Regions from separate parts of the Sus scrofa genome. Here region 1 is linked to region 2. Evidence: chromatin contacts called from public HiChIP or PLAC-seq data. All regions are on one chromosome and are shown on one strand. Each heading gives the region's core, a stretch centred on a gene start, on an enhancer-like site or on the middle of the called end of the contact. The rest is flanking DNA. Distances are from core to core; before and after follow the strand shown. Region 1 has its middle 330 kb from the start of NRP1. Region 2 holds the start of NRP1 (neuropilin-1).

The links. HiChIP or PLAC-seq counts read pairs in DNA pulled down with a chosen protein or histone mark.
Region 1: an H3K27ac HiChIP or PLAC-seq map of skeletal muscle shows a contact between it and region 2. The contact joins the enhancer-like site here to the promoter of NRP1 in region 2. A contact is called at or near these places in 2 of 5 promoter capture datasets (fetal skeletal muscle and skeletal muscle), 6 of 47 Hi-C or Micro-C datasets (adipose tissue, brain, embryonic fibroblasts and 3 more) and 2 of 2 datasets of contacts at active chromatin or transcription factors (alveolar macrophages and skeletal muscle).

The regions. Positions count from the first base shown.
Region 1 is chr10:56,755,304-56,760,437 of Sscrofa11.1, reverse strand. No RefSeq gene overlaps it. Among named protein-coding and RNA genes, the nearest start is that of NRP1, 330 kb to the right of the region's middle. Within about 2 kb of position 1,932, at least 4 of the 83 cell types and tissues checked have an H3K27ac peak or open chromatin away from gene starts, as enhancers often do. A contact at or near this core is called in skeletal muscle, where this site is marked.
Region 2 is chr10:56,429,274-56,434,690 of Sscrofa11.1, reverse strand. NRP1 (neuropilin-1) reads left to right here and starts at 3,859. Exons shown (of 18, transcript XM_021064971.1): 1 at 3,859-4,280.

The sequences.
Region 1 (5,134 bases), core at 683-3,182, 330 kb before region 2:
GCCTGTGGCTTGCTGGCTGGCCTCTAACACAAGGCAGCTTCCCCTTCTCCCTAGAGGGCAGGAAGTTCTCAGCTCTGCTCTCACGGCTGCTGGATGGCAGTTGTGCTCACTGGTGAACACACGTCGCTTCAGGACTGCAGGGCCAGCTCTGTCCACGTCTTATCAATGGCACGCAGGGGTGTTCCTGTTGGCTGAGAGGAGAACATGAAGATGTGCTTTTGGTTCTGAAGATGATTTTGACCTTGGGAGAAAGTGCCCGTCCGGAACGTGGACACTGAGTTCTCTGCAGCTTATTGCAGAGCAATACGGACGTGCAAATGTAGAGATTTAACAGCTCAAGCCAAACATACTTATCTACCCACAGTGGGGGGGAAACGTTCACAGTAGATTATGTGAACTGTCGATCCAAGTTCTTTTTAACACATGAAAACAGCTGTCTTACTCTTTTCACAAGTCAGCAGGCTGCAGAATTCTATTACCTGAGTCAAAGTTAACACAATTTTTAAAAATTAAAAAAAAAAAGTGATGAACTTTATCATGAGAGACAAATAGAAGATTCCATCTCTGGATGGCGGCAAGAGGCCGAGGTTATGGGGATGCATCTATGGGAAACGGGACAGCTATTCACAGAGAAGGCGAGAGACCTTTGCCTTCAATCTCGCTCTTCGGCCCCGTTGTGTTCCTCATATCAGGTCATGATGTCAGTCTCACCCCCGTCCCCACTAGTTGAACCCTGGTGTGATATTCAAATGATGGCCAGTGCCGGTGGGTTCTAGAGGCTTTGCCCTTCTTGGGCAATTTCCTAACATTTAAAAAAATGTCTTTCTTAGGTGGTTTCCATCCACACAAAATGATGAAAAGCATATGCTGAGCAGAACACAGCACCAGAGGATGACGGAAGAGACGGGCGTTCTTGGAAATAGAGCATCAGTCGTCTGGTCCTCCGGCCTCTGACCTGCCGGGTGGACCTCCAACCTGATGGCGCCTTTACTGGCAGCAGCCCTTTTAGTCCCTGTGGCAGCCCACCCCCGAGTGCCCGGCTGAGTGCAGTTTCCTCTCTCCTGCCATGGGAGCAGGACCACCTTCTGGGCTCCTGCTCGCCAAGTCTGGATGGAGGGCATCCTGGAAGCCCTGCCCGATCTCAAGGGAGCCTTGAGAAGACACACACCCACCCCTTCCCAGGTCAGGGTCATCTGAACACTAAAGCACCCCCTCTGCCCTGAGTTTTCCAGGGCCCTGGAGTTACGTACAAGTCAAATTCCTCCCCTTTCAGTGGGAAATGTCCCTGCTGTTTTGTCTGTGTTTTTTAAGATACTGCATTGTAGTCAGGTGTAGGTTTGATGTGAGCTATGGAAGAAACAGGCTGTTAGACCCAAACCCTTGATCTTGGCTCTGCGTGGGATGTCCCATCCTCAGGGCAGGCTGACGAGTGGGACTTGGGGCCTCTCCCCACCTTCCCTGTGCTGAACCACAGCTTTGGCTGCACCACCGCTGTCGAGCTGCTGCAGTGGCCTCTGTCTAGGTCTCCAGGCATCTTCTCCCTTGCCACCTGTCCCCATTGTCTTTCCCTGATTCCCTTGTGGTACCTACTGAATAAGATTAAAATCATGCCTAACGTTGGAGTTCCTGCCATGGCTCAGCAAGTTAAGGACGTGACAGTGTCCATGAGGACGCGGGTTCGATCCCTGGCATTGCCGTGAGCTATGGCGCAGTTCGCACACACGGTTCAGATCCCTCATTGCTGCGGCTGTGGTGCAGGAAGGCAGCTGCAACTCCGATTTGACCCCTCGCCTGGGCACTTCCTTTTGCCAAGGGTGTGGCTATAAAAAGAAAAAAAGAAAAAAATAGATACCTAATTTTAGTATACAGACGCCTTTTACTATAATCTGCCCCCGGAGCAGGTGCGCCCGAGGGATCTGAGGACCCCATCTCACCCTCACTCAAGAAGAACAGCTGGTACTTCTTCCACCGCTTGGTTAGGAAGACATTCTTTTCAAAAATCACGAAGGATTTCATCTTTATTAAGTTACGGATTTTGTTAACATTTGCATATTTCTGGATTGTTTTTAAAACTCTGGACTATATCCATGGGATTTGTGGAACTAATTGGAAACAAAATTTCTGATATTCAACCCAGTCAGGCTTTCCCCACATGCTTGCTTCTTTGGGGGATTAGAACTTTCTCCAGCTTGTGGACAGGACAGACTGCAACTTCAACATCGGGACAAAACATGGGCTTCCCAGTGGCTCTGCCAGCCCCAGACAAAACTGGGTACACTGCCGTTGTATGCCTCACTTCATGATTGTCTCAGTAATTTCTGAGCTATGTGGAAACAGCTACCCAAAGGTACACACACACCCACACACACAGAGGGGTGCACAGACATCCAGGCTTGTTTTCTATGGGGAAAATCATTTAACTTCACTTCGTGCAACCGCAGCTCAATCCAGAAATGAACGGACTGAACCCCGCTTTAGCACAAGGCGGGAGGCAAGACTGCACAACTGAGCAGCCCACGTATTTACTGTTGCATTTGCCGTTGATTTTGAAAACAAACAAATGTGTATTGACGCAGAGCAATCTAAAAATTCAATTCAGGCATACTGACTTTTTCACACTTAGGCTTCAGAGAGTAGCTGAGAAACGAGAGATTCCACCAAGGATGGAAGCGTGCCAGGCCCGGGGTGTAGAGCACATGCGAAGGCTTCTCGTCTCAAGTGTCTATCATGGTTTTTTAGCACCAAGCGAGCGCTCTGGTTGGTGCTTTGAATGTCTTAAGGGCAGGGCTGAGCACCAGCGCTTGTGGTTCAGCACCGATTGGCCTCTATCAGGATATATGCCAGCCCTCCGTCCCCACAGCCTCTGTGCTTCACCAGACACCTGTCGGAGACAAGTGAACAACGCTCCCTGGCCCAGGGTAGCCGGTAACCTAGGGTGAATCGGCAATGATGAGAGATCTGAGAAGTACTACTTGGGCCAGGCTTCCCAAATACAGATGCTCTTTTTTGGTAGATGCATTATCTCAGGGATTCCACATCTTTGGGTAACTGCCTCATTTTATCACCAGGGTTCTACTGACCTCAACTCGCCTTGTCTTCAAAAAGTTTATACTTTAGACCCATGAACTGGCAGGTCAAGAGAATTAAAATTATTGTTCTCTCTCTTTTTCGGGTCATTTTTTTAGAGCTGCACCCCTGGTATATGGAAGTTCCCAGGCTAGGGGTCGAATTGGTACCACAGCTGCAGCCTACACCACAGCCACAGCGACACAGGATCCAAGCCACGTCTGTGGGATCCGACACCGCAGCTCTCAGCAATGCTGGATCCTCAACCCACTGAGAGAGACCAGGGATCGAACCTGCGTCCTCATGGATATTCGAGGGGTTCATTACCGCTGAGGCACAACCGGAACCCCAAGAGGATTGTTCTCTCTTGTGTGTTTACAAAGCTGCGAGTTTTCCGTTCCAGTCATGACAAGCCTCCCAGGCTCGGACCACGTCGAGGTGACCTAGCGCTGACCGTCCTCTGGGCGTGCGGTGCCGGGAGAGCTGCCATGCGGGGAACTCGGGGACTGTTTCAAACAGGTGCTTCTTTGTGCAGCTACGGAACAGTGTGGTCCCAGATCACAGGCGACCGTCATTTCATGCACTGAATGAGCGGAGTAATTATAGGTTCTGAGGCGACAGGGACTGTGGATTGAAGCCGCCTTGGTTTGGGCTTGCTTTACGGGGGTGTGTTTTAATTATATTTTTAATGGCCTAGAATTCACAAGAAACTGAAAAGACTGTACATTGATATTCTTTCTGGGGATGTATTTGTTGATTGTATTTGTTTTGTACAGCGATACAAGGAAGTGGTGACAAGGCTATAATTACTTCCGAGGAGTTGCTTATCTCCCTCTGAAACTGGTGGGTTTCTAGCCTCAAGATGAACCCCAATGTGCAACATTTTAGGGTGTTTATAGGAGGCAGGGGACAGTGCCCTTTTTCTTTTCCTTTTCCTTTTTTGGGGGGTCTTTTTCGGGTGGGGGTGTATGGCAGTGCCCAGGCAAGGGGTCAAATGGGAGCTGCCCCTGAGGCCTATGCCACAGCCACGGCAACACTGGATCCGAGCTGCATCGGCAACCTACACTGCCGCTTGTGGCAACACTGGACCCTTGACCTACTGATCGAGGCCAGGGATCGAACCCATGTCTTCATAAAGACAACTGTTGGGTCTTTAACCCGCTGAGTCACAACAGGAACTCTGCTTTTTCATTTTTGCAGCATCTGAAAAGTGGATTTCTCACGTGGGTCTTTTAACCAACACTGATTGCCATCATCCCGCGTAGTTTCACTCAGTCGATAAGCTATAAAATAAAACAAGAATTGTACTGTGGGCATTTTCATAATGGGAACTAGTTTAAAAGTATTACCTTTTACCCAGACTTGAACCTTTTAAAAATAAGTTTAGAAGAAGTTTTTGAAAAGTTTAGAAGGGTATCAGAGTCCTTGAAAGGTTATAAACATGCTTCTTATTTCTGGGGCCATATGGTATTCGTGATTCAACGAACTGAGAAAACATACAACAGTGCCTACAAAATTATTTTTATTGTATTTGATGCATTAAAAGAGAAAGGCTATTTTAAAATGAAGGCTGGTGATGACTTCCTTCTGGAGTCTCCCGTTAGTGTGGTCATCAAATGCCAACCAGCCAAGCAAATCCATGAATCAGCCACGTTAGTGGGGAAAAAAGTGAGTCAAACCAATTTCCTGGCCTTATATAGTTTAAAGGATTGGTTAAATGACCTAATTTTTTGCTGGCCAGTAGGTTGGCATGATGTCTTGTAACTACAGCCCAAATTAGTGTTGGAGGCAGCGTAGACAAAAAGCTGAAAAGATGATCTGATTAGCTCCTTCCCTTTTTCAATGTTTTGTATTATTTTACTTGCTTTTCTCTTTGTCGAGGACAATGTGATTCTCCCAAACTGAGGAGGAACGCAGTACCTCCCAACACTCCCCCCTAGTCTCATCCACTACTGGAGAGCAGAGAAAAAAGTAAAAGAATTCCTCTTTTTTTTTTTTTTTTTTTTTTGTCTTTTTGTTGTTGTTGTTGTTGCTATTTCTTGGGCCGCTCCCGCGGCATATGGAGGTT
Region 2 (5,417 bases), core at 2,610-5,109:
TACATCATTAATCATCAGGAAAATGCAAATAAAAATCACAATGAGATATCACCTCACATCTGTTAGAATCAAAAAGACTAATAATAATCAGTGTTGATGGGGGTGTAGAGAAAAGGGAGCTCTCGCACCCTGCTGAGAGGAATGTAAACAGGTATGGTCACTGTGAAGCTGTGGAGGTTCCTCAAAAAATTGAAAACAGTACCAACTACCATATGATCCAGCAGTTCCACTACTGGGTATTTATCTGAAGAGAACAAAAACATTAACTTGAGAAGATACATACACTTTCATATTTATTGCAACACTAATTATAATATCTAATACATGGAAACAACCTAGGTGTCTATTGATGGATAAATGGATAAGAAATTGTGGTATATATGGAATGGCATAATATTCAGCCATAAAAAAGAACTGAATCTTGCCCTTTGAGACAATGAAAATGGAGGGCATTATGCTAAGTGAAATAAGTCAGAGAAAGACAAATACTGTCTGATCTCTCTTATACATGCCATCTGAAACAAACAAACAAGCAAACAAAAAAACCCTAACAGCCAACCAAGTTCATAGATACAGAGAACAGACTGAGGGCTGCCAGAGGCAAAAAGGGAGGGGTGGGACAGATGCATGAGCTAGGTTTTTTGTTTTTTGGTTTTTTTTTTTTGGAGGGGGGTGCCTAGTTTTTAAAAATTGAGGGAAAAAACATGTTGAAAAGTACCCAGCAAAAAAAAAAATCAACTTCCCTCCACACCATTTTCTTCCAGAACTCCTATCTCTCTCTTTCCCATCAGTAGAAACTTTCAGAGAGAATTATCTTTACTCTTGTCCCAAATTCCTTACCTTCCACCACCCCCCCCACTCCAACCTGACCTCTCTCCCTCCCTCCTCTGAAATCTATTGTTCAAGTCAACCCTCCTCAACCATCCCACCACTGTATCCAGTTGTATTTAGTCCCCACCCAACCAGAACCCTCGACAGTATTTAACTCCTTCTTTGCCACTTCCTTTTAGAAATCCCCTTTCCACTTGATGTTTACGCCAGTATGTTCTATTGGTTTTCCTCCTACCTCTCCAGCGGCCCTTTCTCAAAATCTTCTGTTGGCTCATCCTGACATCCAGCCTTTAAATGCTCCTCAGCATTCTGTTGGCCCCTTTTCCAACTCCCTCAGCAAGAGCATCCATTCCTTCCACTTCCATTACTATTATTGCTATTATATCAGGGGCACACAGATATATATGCAAATACATCCAATCTAAATAACCCCTCTGTATTCCCGACTCATTCGATGATCTCAAAGAAACTAAAAATCGAACCTGGACCAAAATGAACTCATGATATTTCTTCCACTCCAGTCTAGTGTTGATGCCTATAAGACGGCTGTCGCGCATGCCCATTTAATAATGGAAGCTAGGATCGTAGGAGTCATCCTTGACAAGATCCTCTCCCTCACTGGACTATCCATCTCATCATCTGTCCTATCATTATATCTTTAAATAAATCAGGAATACAACCTTTCCAATCTCCGCTGCCTGATCCTTGTCCATGCTTTAGTTACTTCCTAAATAGTCTCTTCACTCCTTCCCTTGCTCCACTCATAACCCATTCCCATATAAGAGGCAGAATAATGAAATAAGAATACAATGTGAAATGAAGTTCTGTTACGATAAATTCAACAATTCCTTTTTTTTTTTTTTTTTCCTTTCATTTTAAGGCCACACCTGTGGTATAAAGGAAGCACCCAGGCTGGGGGCTGAATAGGAGCTGCAGCTGCAGGCCTATGCCACACCACAGCAACACCAGGTCCGAGCCACATCTTCAACGAATGCTGCAGCTTGCAGCAACACCAGATCGTTAACCCACTGAACAAGGCCAGGGATCGAACCTCCATTCTCACAGACACTACATTGGGTTCTTAACCCACTGAGCCATAACGGGAACACTCCAGCAACAATTTTTAACTGTAGGATTTTTTTTTGGTAGTTTTTAAATAATTTTTTACTGAGTTAAAAAATTCTTTAGCATTTTAGTTCCCTATGACTAAACTTTGAGATAGTCTTTCCATATTTGATTGCTCAAATTATACTTTACTGACTGTCCTACTTAAAAATAGTCCTTTCGAAAGGTGAATATGTTCTAATGATGTTGTTATTGCTTTGATAAGTGTTTCTACTGGTTATTATTATTTTAATTTTTATAATGAAAAAATAATTCAACAACGCAGAATAATCTATGATTATTCTTTCAGACAAATAATATTTTTCAAGTTCTGGCCCTAATGTCTAATACCAACAAATCTTTTGAATCTATTCACATATGTCAAAATTTAGCATTGTCTTCCTACATCTTGTTATCAAACAAATGTTCTGCATTCCAGAAAGTTTACATTGTAACTTTGTTTTAATTTTTAGATGACTGTCTTTTCTCCAACATTTGAAGAATTTTCAAGGTACCTTTTAAAAGGCCCAAAATGAAGGATCAGAAAGTAAAAGTTTATTTGTTCATTTTCTTCTTTCCTCTGCCAGTCCAAATAAAGGAGACAGCTCTACATGAGGTCCAAGACACCCCTTGAACAATAGAGTCATTTAACAGAAGTGCCATTTTTAACCAAAATCTTTTGAATAATGGGAAATTAACCTAAATTCCAATTTTTAATCTTTTCTGTTTCACTTCTTTCATTTTTTACATTTCAGATGTAGGTTAGCTCCTACTAAAAATATGCTGAAATATGTGGATTTGATGCTTTAAAAAAAAACTTGACTAAGATTTGATATAGTTCTGAAATACCAACCTGCATCTCCATATGCACCAACCTGAAATACTTTGAGGAAGTTAGTGGCTCAAACAGCCTTCTGGGAGCAGTGGATCTCACCTTATTTCTGACAAATTGATGAGGGCTTGATGAAAGAAACCATACATTTACCACCCAGTCTGTTCTTAATGATGGGCCTAGGTCCCAGCCCAGCTCAGGCTTTCTTCATGTAATAACCCCTTCCTGGGAGTCCACGGAGCAGGGCATCGCCCATCCGAGGCCTCTGCCTGGCATCTGGGAAGTATGGTGATCCATCTGCCCTTTAGTGGAACAGGGTCCCACCTGGTCTGGGATTTGTGATGGTGGGAAGAGTGATGTGCTCAGGAGACCAAAATCAAATCAACCTAGGAAGACTGCCAAATTCTTCCTCTGTCTATAACTTACCCTCACATATAGGTCGGTCTGTCTCCCTTGCCGGGAAACTGCAGAAATCTAAAACTGACCCTTTTCGGCACTTAGTGGGATCCAGCAGCAGAGGAAAGAGGTTGTTAGCAAGGACAATTTGCTCCGTACCAACCCACTAGCAGGCAATTATCAATCAGTGCGGTAGGGCTCCCATTACCCAGCACTACGTGTGTAAACTCCGGAGTCGAGAAAAGCCTCAGATCAGCTAAGACCAGAAAAATCAGAGGCATAACTTAAATACGATATTTCCCCCAGAGTACATACTGCGTGTCTTGTTAGTTGGTTGGAGAAAGGCTGGCAAAATGCTCAACGAGTGAGCAAGAAAAGAGACAAGGGTTTTCTGCGCCTGGGCCCGAGGGAGGAGCCTATCCCTGGGAAAGGCGGGAGGGCGCGGGAAGGCGGCGAGGGCGAGGTTGCCGAGCGGGGGTAGTGCCTCCCTGAGTGCAAGGTCTGGTGACTTTGTCAGCCTGGTGGGTACAGGCTGGGAAATGCACACTCAGCAGGGAAAGGGGAAGAGAGATTGGCGGCAGTTTTCTAAAAACAACACAGCTCAAGTCTTCGCCTATGCCCCCTCGCTCACCCCGCGGAGGCAGCGACGGGTCAAAACCGGTCCCCGGTGCGCGCGTGGCCGCGTAGTTCCCACTAGGAAGGGGGTGGGCGTCCGTGACTCCAGGACGCCCCCGAGCTGTGCCGCCGGCTTTCCTCTTCTCTGTCGACCCGCCAGGTTCGGAGAGGCGCCTCTCCCTCCGAGCCTTGGGCTGAGGTCGCCCGGGGTCGCGCCAAATCTGATGACGCCGCTCGTCCCGAGCAGCCGGGCACTGGGACTGGCGGGGGTGCTCCGGGAACTGAGAGGAAGGCTGGGGGGAGGCGTCGCGCGCCCGCGGTCGCCAAGCGCCTGGGCTTCCCTCCGCGGCGCCGGCTCCCCCGGGTCTGCGCAAGGCGCGACTGGCGCCCCCTCTCGCCCCGCCACTGCCCCTTCCGCTCCACCCCGGCGTTGGACTCCCGGCCTAGTTCAGCCACCTTCCCACCCGGCGTGGGGGTCTCAGAGCAGAGCAGGAGGAAACCGGTGAGGGCGAAAAGGCGCTCGAGAGGGAGGGCGACTCGCAGCACCCAGGGGGCTGGTCTCCAACTTGGAGGCGGGGACTTCCCCGGGCGCAGGCGGCGAACCCGGGGTGCAGCTCCGCGCGGCCAAGGGCCCGCCTGCGCCCCAACCAGCGCGCGTCACGGGCGTCCAGCCGCGACCGCCACCGCCGAGCCCTAGCTTGGGGCCCGCGCGCCCTGGGCTGCCTCTCTCCCTTCCCGCCCCCAGTTCTTCCGCCAAAACCTTTGACCAGGGTCTCCTTGCCAACATTCCTAAATCTTTTTTTTTTTTTTTTTTTTTTTTTTTTGCCAGCTCTTTGCGCCAGGTAGGAATAGGGCTCTGCTTTGGGGTGTGCACAGAAGCGCGGTTTCCAGAAGGTGTCTGACCTTTTCACCTTCCCTGCGAACTCCTCCGCGGGCATCTACCCCTCTCAAGGGCCTGATCTGCGGCCAAAACCTGTTTGTTCCCTGAGATGTCCTTGCTATTCATATCCGCAGAGGCTTTCTGCAGCAGTTCCCGGAAAGTCCTCGGGGATGGAACTGGGGGGCATCCAACCCACAGTGAGGACGCGCCGCCTTAGGAGGCGGGGGTGGGCAGGAGCTGGAGGGCCGGCGTGACAATGGCCTGTGGCCCGAGCGGGCGCCGTGAGAGTCCTGCCAAGAGCAACTCCCGCCCCCGTTCTCGCTGGTCCGGGATGCACACAAACCGCGGCCACCGGACCCCTAATTTCCAAACCCGGAGCACCTGGGTTCTCAGTCAGAAGGCTGGGCGGGGTCAGGCGACGACTGCCCCCTAGCTGGAAGGCGCATTGCCTCCTACCCTGTGGCGTCCCCTCTGCCCCGGAGGAGAGGGCACTGTATCTCGGGTAACAATGGAGCCCGCGGCGCGCGACGGGCACCCGGGCACGCCAGGCGCCCAGCCGCGCGCCCCGATACCCAGTAGGGAAGCCGGGTGGTTCTGCAGCCCAGCCTCTCCCGCGCGAGTCTTCTGACTCGGCTCTACGTGGCAGCAACACGGGGTGCGTCCCCCACCCCAGCCGAGGTTTCCCCAGCCCCTTAGGGACTCGCCCACAGAGCCCGGGGCGCCCTGCTGCTCCTGCCCCAGGTCACGACCCCGCCGCCG